Regions from separate parts of the Zea mays genome. Here regions 1 and 2 are each linked to region 3. Evidence: chromatin contacts called from public Hi-C data. All regions are on one chromosome and are shown on one strand. The core of a region is the stretch at or near the end of the contact, and the rest is flanking DNA. Distances in the headings are between cores, read along the strand shown. Region 1 has its middle 35 kb from the start of LOC111589321. Region 2 holds the start of LOC100382256 (sugars will eventually be exported transporter4a). Region 3 holds the start of LOC100273706.

The links. A called contact is a pair of places that touch in the nucleus more often than the background predicts.
Region 1: a contact with region 3 is called in a Hi-C map of tassel, with 5 times the contacts expected there. The contact joins the enhancer-like site here to the promoter of LOC100273706 in region 3. A contact is called at or near these places in 2 of 25 Hi-C or Micro-C datasets (ear and tassel).
Region 2: a contact with region 3 is called in a Hi-C map of leaf, with 2.8 times the contacts expected there. The contact joins the promoter of LOC100382256 here to the promoter of LOC100273706 in region 3. A contact is called at or near these places in 4 of 25 Hi-C or Micro-C datasets (bundle sheath, ear, leaf and 1 more).

Annotation. Positions count from the first base shown.
Region 1 is chr5:129,735,538-129,738,396 of Zm-B73-REFERENCE-NAM-5.0, reverse strand. No RefSeq gene overlaps it. Among protein-coding and RNA genes, the nearest start is that of LOC111589321, 35 kb to the left of the region's middle. Within about 2 kb of position 1,301, at least 13 of the 20 cell types and tissues checked have an H3K27ac peak or open chromatin away from gene starts, as enhancers often do. A contact at or near this core is called in ear and tassel, where this site is marked.
Region 2 is chr5:129,543,235-129,546,000 of Zm-B73-REFERENCE-NAM-5.0, reverse strand. LOC100382256 (sugars will eventually be exported transporter4a) reads left to right here and starts at 1,496. Exons shown (of 5, transcript NM_001175008.1): 1 at 1,496-1,680; 2 at 2,205-2,241; 3 at 2,445-2,766. The coding sequence starts at 1,638.
Region 3 is chr5:130,300,140-130,302,839 of Zm-B73-REFERENCE-NAM-5.0, reverse strand. It overlaps LOC100273706, which reads right to left and starts at 1,367. Exons shown (of 5, transcript NM_001148118.2): 1 at 1,213-1,367; 2 at 747-783; 3 at 80-458. The coding sequence starts at 1,255.

The DNA of each region.
Region 1 (2,859 bases), core at 52-2,551, 560 kb after region 3:
TATATCGTATTTTATTGCATAAGACTATATATGATAGAGGTATATACATATTACCATAGAGCTAAAGTGTGCCAACTAATAATCTTTTTAATTAATTAGCACTTGACTCTTCAGAGCCAAAGGCAGAAAAACAACCGATCTTTTTCCCCCCCAAAAAAAACGTTCCATGGAAATATTATTATGTTCAAAAATAAATTTCTTCCAAATGATCCGAAGCATATATGCATACAAGTACAGGGATGCAACCAATGTGTTAGAAAGTAATGCCTAATTACCAATGAGTTTAACATATACACCTTACACGTGCTAGTCGAAATAATAACAAATAACCCTGACCGGACAGGCAAGACCTAACTACATCTTTCGATGGAAAAAATATTATTCGCATTAGTCCCGACCATTCTACCGCCTGCGGCAATCTGCCATATATATGCACTTGAAGTACCGGCCTTACTGCCGTACTAGATTAATATAATAAATCCGTGAGCTGGAAATAACAGGACCTCATCGTCATCTATCAACAACAATACACCCAGCAGTCCGACCCAACACCACAACTGACTGCCGGATCATGCATGTGAGAGATACTTGATCGATCTGCCGGCCGGTCATTGCTTGGGTTGGGATCTTCCTTTCGGCACCCCGATCGACGCAATACGTGCGATATGGACTGTTGCCGGAAAAGCCATGCACGTATATTGTTCCCGCTCTCAAGCTCCACGCGCGCACATACGAAGGGATACTTCTCTTTTCCTTTCCTTTTAAATATAAAATAGTAAGAATTTTAATTAGACACGCCAGATTAATTGTTTGATAGCACGAATGCACCAACGTAGTTATTAATTGTTTGATTGCATGATTACACCAACATAGTTGATTTGACGAACATAGTTGTTTCGCAAGATTGCATCAACATAGTTGATTATCGCTGCAAATTATAAATTGAGATGAATATACAGACAGTCAAATCGGCCAAAAAAAACCAGAAAGAAGATATATTTTTCCTGTGCGTGTGGCCATCCGGCGGCCCAAGTTTGGACTTTGGAGTGGCATCCGTGGGCGGCGGCGCGGCGGCAAGCAACTGTTCACGCGACCGAGGCGCCATTGATTGATGGATGCAGGCACTAAGGAAAGCAAGAGAACCCTACCTACAGCACGACAGCGAACAAGGACCCTGCAAACACATGGCATGCATGGGCATGGCACGCATGGAATCTCGCACGGTATGATGCACAGAGCGAGCGATTTGTTGGTACGTCCATCAATCAGGCGGACGGACGACAGTGCGATCGACAGGTGGGCGGCTGGATGTGGTCGAAGGCCGCGCACCGGCAGACGAAGCGACGTGTGGAAGAGCCTGAGTTGAGTGCGTGCAGTGGAACCGACGGTTGAAAGGAGATACACGCAGAGATCGGAGTACCATGCATATATAGCAATAGCATCATCATGCGGTCCAAGATTGGCCTGTCATTTAGGTATGCAGGCGTGCGTACTTGCCATATTCCCGGTAGGCAAGGCTGCTTGAACAGCCACTGTAGTTTCGAGAAGCCAACCCCCCGCATCATGTGCCGTGTCGTTTATATCGCACCGCGTGGAAGCTGCGAAGAATCTCACTATCTCAGATGCCGCGTGATTGTTGGAACTGAATACGTACATTAAATTAATTCTATAAGCGATGCGTGTCTGGGCATTCACATAAAAATATCTGGGAATGGAAATTTAATGCAAGAAGAAAAGGATTTTTATGTGGACGATTGAGAGCAATATATGTATTTTTAGTCAAGGATAACATACTTAAAAAGAATCGGAAGGGTAAACCATCATCTTATTTATATATGGTCAAAATAAAGTTATGCTAAACCTCTTATTCAGTCCTAATATATTCTAGAGACGGAACTTATTTGCACTAGCGCAGATAAACTCTAGAGACGGTTCAGAACCTATTTATACTGATATTTTTTAAAACCGTCGGTGCTATAAAACAGTAAAAATAATTATTTTTACAGGTCAATAAATGAGAACCACTGGAAATCGATTTTTCCACATTTAATTAGGGGATGGCTCACCCAGGCAACGTTGTCCGCAAGCCGAGAGCCTAGAAATTTTTCGATCAAAATTCACACTCTACTTGGCTGTGAGAATCGAACCGATGACTTCAGCCTTGCACGTGACTTCGTTTATCAATTCATCCATCACTTACTTCATATATACTAGGTATGTGCCCGTGCGTTGCGACGGCGTATAAATTATTCGATAACTGTTAGTGCATAACGATCACATGAAAATGAACAATATACATATCATCAACCTCAATATCTCACAAATTCACACTAATAACATAAAATGTGTGCGCAACTCAAATAGGGATAATTTGTTTCCTAATATGCCGCCAATATTTACAACTGACAATAGCCACAGCTGAGCACTTGCACACGAGCTCGTACTTGCAACTTGCAAGTCTTGCGGAAACCCTATTGTGGTGACTATGAAATAATTTTTTTTTACAAAAGAAAGCACACCAACTTTAGTTGGTTGTTGTGCTATCGACTTAGTTGGCTATTGTGCTATCTGAAGCTAGGAGTATTGCAATTCAGACTGATTATCCAACCAAAATGAAGGACCTACTATTTTTTCACTAACCAATGCACTCATAACCTTAACCATGGGCAATAGTATTTAACAGAAACAATGATGCCTAAAAATATTAGAGCACAATATACCATACTTAGAATTGGACATGTACCATAATTATTGAGTATTTTCCTAGCATACTCTGCGCCTGCAAAATAAGCAATTGGCAGCTACATTAAAGTGTTTAATCTGATTAGAGAGAAACTTATTTAGAATCAGGATCTAATT
Region 2 (2,766 bases), core at 247-2,746, 760 kb after region 3:
GGCCTCAACTTATTCCAGTCCATAGTAATCATCTCAAGGAATAGAGGATTTTTCATCATCGCGCATATCAAAGCCTCAGTGATCTTACAGGAAAGGAGGATTAGATTACATTATTGGGTGGTGAGATTATAGGGAAGATTACATTATATTGAATTGAAGTAACTACACCAGACTCCAACTTCACTAGCTTGTCCTATAATTCTGCATCCCCAAAGTCGAGCCTCTTTAGCACATTGTCGATGAAGGCCCTGTTGTTTATCCTCTAGATTATATAATTCAGCTCAAATAAGTTAATAGACAAACGAACTACATAGATTATTAGGTGGATTATATAATCAAGATACTTAAATTATAATAATCTATAAATAGGTCATTAGATGCTTATATAATCTTATAAGCTGAATTATATAATCATATAAGGAAACAAACAGAACCCAAGTCGTTGGATGGATGGTTTTGCACCTCGAAACACTGTTGCGTGCCGGTTTATCCACAGGTTCAGCAACATAAATGGATGACGGTGTTCCTGTGCTGATATGCGATGTGGGAACGAAGGCAGCTTAATCTCCCAAGGTCTGCTGGTCGTCAGATGTTCGGTTGGGGCACCGCCAAACTCGTGCCAGAACGAGCGGGCGATTGGGCATCTGAAGATTATGTGATAGCTGTCTTCATCAGATTGTTGACACAGATCGCGAGTAGGGCTTATGTCCATGCCTTTTTTTTTTCTAATCAAGTTCCCCTTGTGGTTTTTATCAAGGAATATTTGTTAAATATCAAGGAATACAATGACTTTTACAAAATATGACTAATTTTACACAAAACAACCTCTAAAAGACACCATTACAAGGCTTTGAAGACCCTAGTACTGTCAATCTGCTAGAGGGTGTTATTATGTCCAATGTATGATGATGCTTTTGGTATGTATTCTGTCGTATTTTGTTTGTTGGTTGTACTGCAGATGATAAATACAAACTTGTAATAATGTCCACATGGCTGATGAGATTTTGTACGTGAGGCCGTTCGTGCCTAGTGTTGGTAGCTACGAAGAAAATTGTGCTTCTCCCGAGATGTGTAAACAAGATCGACTGAACCCCGACACGGTGCAAACGCTGTGATGCTGCACCTAACTTACAAGAGTGAAGAAAGAAACAGAGATGAAAAGGAAAAGAGGAACACGAGAGAGTTGGCCGGCTAGGTGTGGCTGGCTCCGATCCATTCTAGTTCCCTGAGTTGGGTGCCCGCTGTTATGTTAGATAGACCCACCGAGAGGAACAGTGTGTACACCGAAAAAAGGAGACGCTTGAGAGGGAGAGCTGATTACACAGCAGGATAGCGAGAGGGAGTCAGATAGAGATAGAGCTGGAGGCGAGGGCGGGCCCCGATACCCGCGGCCGGCCGTGGCCAGAGCGTTGGAGGGGAACCACCAGCCACCTCTATTCTATTTAAGCAGCCCCCCTGCTTCACTCGCTCATCACTCACCAAGAACCAGAGAGGAGCTTCATCAGCTCATTCAATTCTCGTTCCATCCCTCGTCTCTTGTGTCCCGCCTCCGTTCCATAATTCACCAGCGTCGTCCTACCCATATCTCCCATCGTCTTCTCCCTCGCGCCATCAGCTTCCCCAAGCCAGCGGCGACCATGATCTCCCCGGACACCATCCGCACGGCCATCGGCGTCATCGGTGAGTAATCGTCAATACCTGCGCGGACTGTACCGTACCGTACCGTACCTCTGCATAGAACGCGCATATACGCACAGAGCATGCTGCAACATGTATGCAGCAGAGAAGGCCAGCCTGGAGCCTGCTGGTTGCTTGCTGCCTCCCTTTGGTAGATGGCACTAGCAGGTCATGTGGGTTGCCGGGCTGTTTTCATGCTCCAGCCTTCCTGCCTGCACGCGCTCACTTCCTCCTTTATTAGTTTCTATCCACCTCTTTTTTTCCTTTTGCCAAGCTTTGCACATGCATGTCTAGAATTCCAGATGTCCTCGTCACAAGCTCTTTTTCATATCCTTGTCAATGAAGCCTTAACCTATTAATTCCCCGGGTTTCCTGGAGATCTAAACATTTTTGTTTCTCATACTAGCTTGGTCATGTTTTTTTTCACTACAGTATGATTCAATTGCAGAGTTCGTTCTTGCGTCAAGCTGGTTATTAAATATTCACCTCTCTGTTAATTTTTTGTTTTTGTCTACTATTTGTTGCAGGCAATGGAACTGCACTCGTGCTCTTCCTCTCCCCAGTGTAAGAATCAATTCATTCATTTTGTCTCTCAGTACAGTAAGAAACAAAAAAAAAAATAAGTTTTAAAAAACATGCAACAATATAATCATAGTACTAGCTAGTACGTGCGCATACATACATACAATTCGACAATTCGTACGACGTATGCATGGCATGTATGAATGCATATATAACACTCACATATATATACATGTGACGTACAGGCCTACGTTCATCCGCATCTGGAAGAAAGGGTCGGTGGAGCAGTACTCGCCGATCCCGTACGTGGCGACGCTGCTGAACTGCATGATGTGGGTGCTGTACGGGCTGCCGGCGGTGCACCCGCACAGCATGCTGGTGATCACCATCAACGGCACCGGCATGGCGATCCAGCTGACCTACGTGGCGCTCTTCCTCCTCTACTCGGTGGGGGCTGCGCGGCGCAAGGTGGTCCTGCTGCTGGCCGCCGAGGTGGGCTTCGTCGGCGCCGTCGCCGCGCTGGTGCTCAGCCTGGCGCACACGCACGAGCGCAGGTCCATGGTGGTC
Region 3 (2,700 bases), core at 118-2,617:
AAAACAAACAAACATTACCTTCGTGTCATATCATAGAGAGAAAGAATCAACGACATGTATGTGAAAACAACGTACGTACCATGACCGAGAGCGGCGCAGCGTACATGCCGGTGCCGAAGAAGACGGAGACGATGCCGACGAGCATGGACCTGCGCTCGTGCGTGTGCGCCAGGGTGAGCACCAGCGCGGCCAAGGCGACGACGAAGGCGACCTCGGCGGCGAACAGGAGCACGACCCTGCGGCGCACCGCCCCCGCGGAGCAGAGGATGAAGAGCGCCACGTAGGTCAGCTGGATGAGCATGCCGGTGCCGTTGATGGTCACCACCAGCATGCTGTGCGGGTGCACCAGCGGCAGCCCGTACAGCACCCACATCATGCAGTTCAGCAGCGTCGCCACGTACGGGATCGGCGAGTACTGCTCCACCGCACGCTTCTTCCAGATGCCCACGAAGGTGGGCCTGCGGGGCGCATTTGTACGCATATATGAGCTACTAGTATGCATGTATGTATCCATAAGCAGAGCACAGTACGTAGTGTTTGTTTGTTTGTTTGCGCGAAAAGTCAACTGTCAAGTTCGTGACATCAGTTTTTCTTCTTGGTTTGATGCTCTGCTTTTTTTAAATTTATCCATTGATTTCTTTATAAGGAGAAAGCTGGATTGCGTAGTACTAGTTTTTATTATTTTTTTATTATTTTGATTTGTAGATAAAAAATAACAAGCAGAAGCAGAATCGATAAATTCTTACACCGGGGAGAGGAAGAGCACAAGGGCGGTGCCATTGCCTGCAGCAACACCAACGCAATTAAGTTAATGATGTACATATAAGCTAGCTTACTCCATTTTACAAAAAAAAAAATATGACACCGTTGATTTTTTTCGAAACATTGATAACTCGTCTTATTTAAAATATTAATTCAAAAATGTAAAATTTTAAGTTAAGAACAAATTACCTTAAATAATAAAATAAATAAAAAATATGATAACTCATTATTTTTTAAACAAGAGGAATAGTTAAAAAAATTTAAAAAATCAACGGTGATAGTAAAACAGCAAACTGAGGAGGAGAACGTGGAACAAAAAAAAAAGACATGTAAAACAGCAGGCGCCACCGCGCGTGATCGGCCGGAGGATATGCTCGTCATGCATGCGTACGGCGTATGCTGTTCGTCAAAGTTGACAACAATAATGAAATGGACGACCAGGGGACTCACCGATGACGCCGATAGCCGTACGGATGGTATCCGCCGAGACCATGGTCGGGGAGGGCGCGAGCTTCTCTTGGATCCGACGAAGAGTCTGTGCCCGGCGCCTTTGGTCGGTCGTGGACAGCAGGAGAGAGAGCGAGAGCGAGAGCGATGTACGAGAAATGTATCGGGCGGGAGGAAGAAAACAGGGCGCCCAAGGGCCCCCTTAAATAGAGGGAGGACGCAGCACACAAGACCCTTTCTTTCTACAGCGCCGCCTCTCTCTGTCGAGTCGCTGCACACAACACATGACACCACCAGGTCCGTCCGCGTCCACCACAAGTCCACAGCCACAGGCATTTCTTTCTGACTCTGTAGCTGTGGCGTCTCCTCCTCTGTAACTGACCTCTCTATATATCGCTAACGTGCTGGACCCAGCCCAGGGACGAAATGTGGACCGCTCGCTAGCTACCTTTTGATCTCGCTTTTCCTCTTCTCTCGGTTCCCACCCCCCTTTTTTTGTTTATTTATTCCTTCTACTCTATTATATATCTGTTTAATTACTTCTCTGATCATGTTGTCTCGGCGAAGCTTCGCCGCGTATGTGTGTCGTGTAAATCTGGTGGATGATACGGCTACGTATAATCGATCTTTGCTGCACTCGAGTAGGATAGGATGTCGGGCTATCTTCTTCATCAGATCACTCATTTCTATTTTTTATATTTTAAACTCTATCATTACCGAAAACTGTTGTTTTGTCGAGTGTCTGAAGCAATCCGTAAAACCTGAAAAACATTCAACGAAGACTTTGCTAAATATAACACTCGCAAAAAAAATGTTGTACCAGCAACGATTTTTTTACTGAGTACTTTTTATCCATCATACTCGGTAAAAAAAACTAAAAAATAATCAGAAAAGAACCAGATTCGGATAGTGTGTCTACAGCCTGCATTGAGATGGCTAGTCCCACGACGTTGATTGGATGGGGCCAAAAAGGCGAAGGGATTGCTACGTACAGCAGTTACACATCATCATTACTCTCCAACCTCTTAACTCTTAAGCAATAGTATACGTACGTAGTAGCTGCAACGTACCCATGGTTTACGTATGCGTGGACCAGCTTCCATAGTTGACTTTTTGGCCTATCGTTTCTGCTATCTTTTTGTTTCGTTTTCTTTTTTTTTTGGGTCCTTCGGTATATAGCTGTCTGCAGAGACCCAACAGACGCGTCCACGGTTCAAAACTATTTTATTCAGATCATATCTACATTGGATAATAATAATAATAATAAATCTTCGGTCACCACGCCTCTAATTTATTTATAGCATATAATCGGCTATTCCATCTCTCCATCTACAAATAAAAGTCTTACGACAGTCACAGTAACAAAGACAAGGGTAATGTGGTGTCCCATAAAAATGGTAGGCATCAATTAGATGGTGGAGTGGGAAGGGGCGGATTAGGGCAATAATAATTAAGTATATTTTATGGAAAGTTACAGTGCTGGGTGGAGGG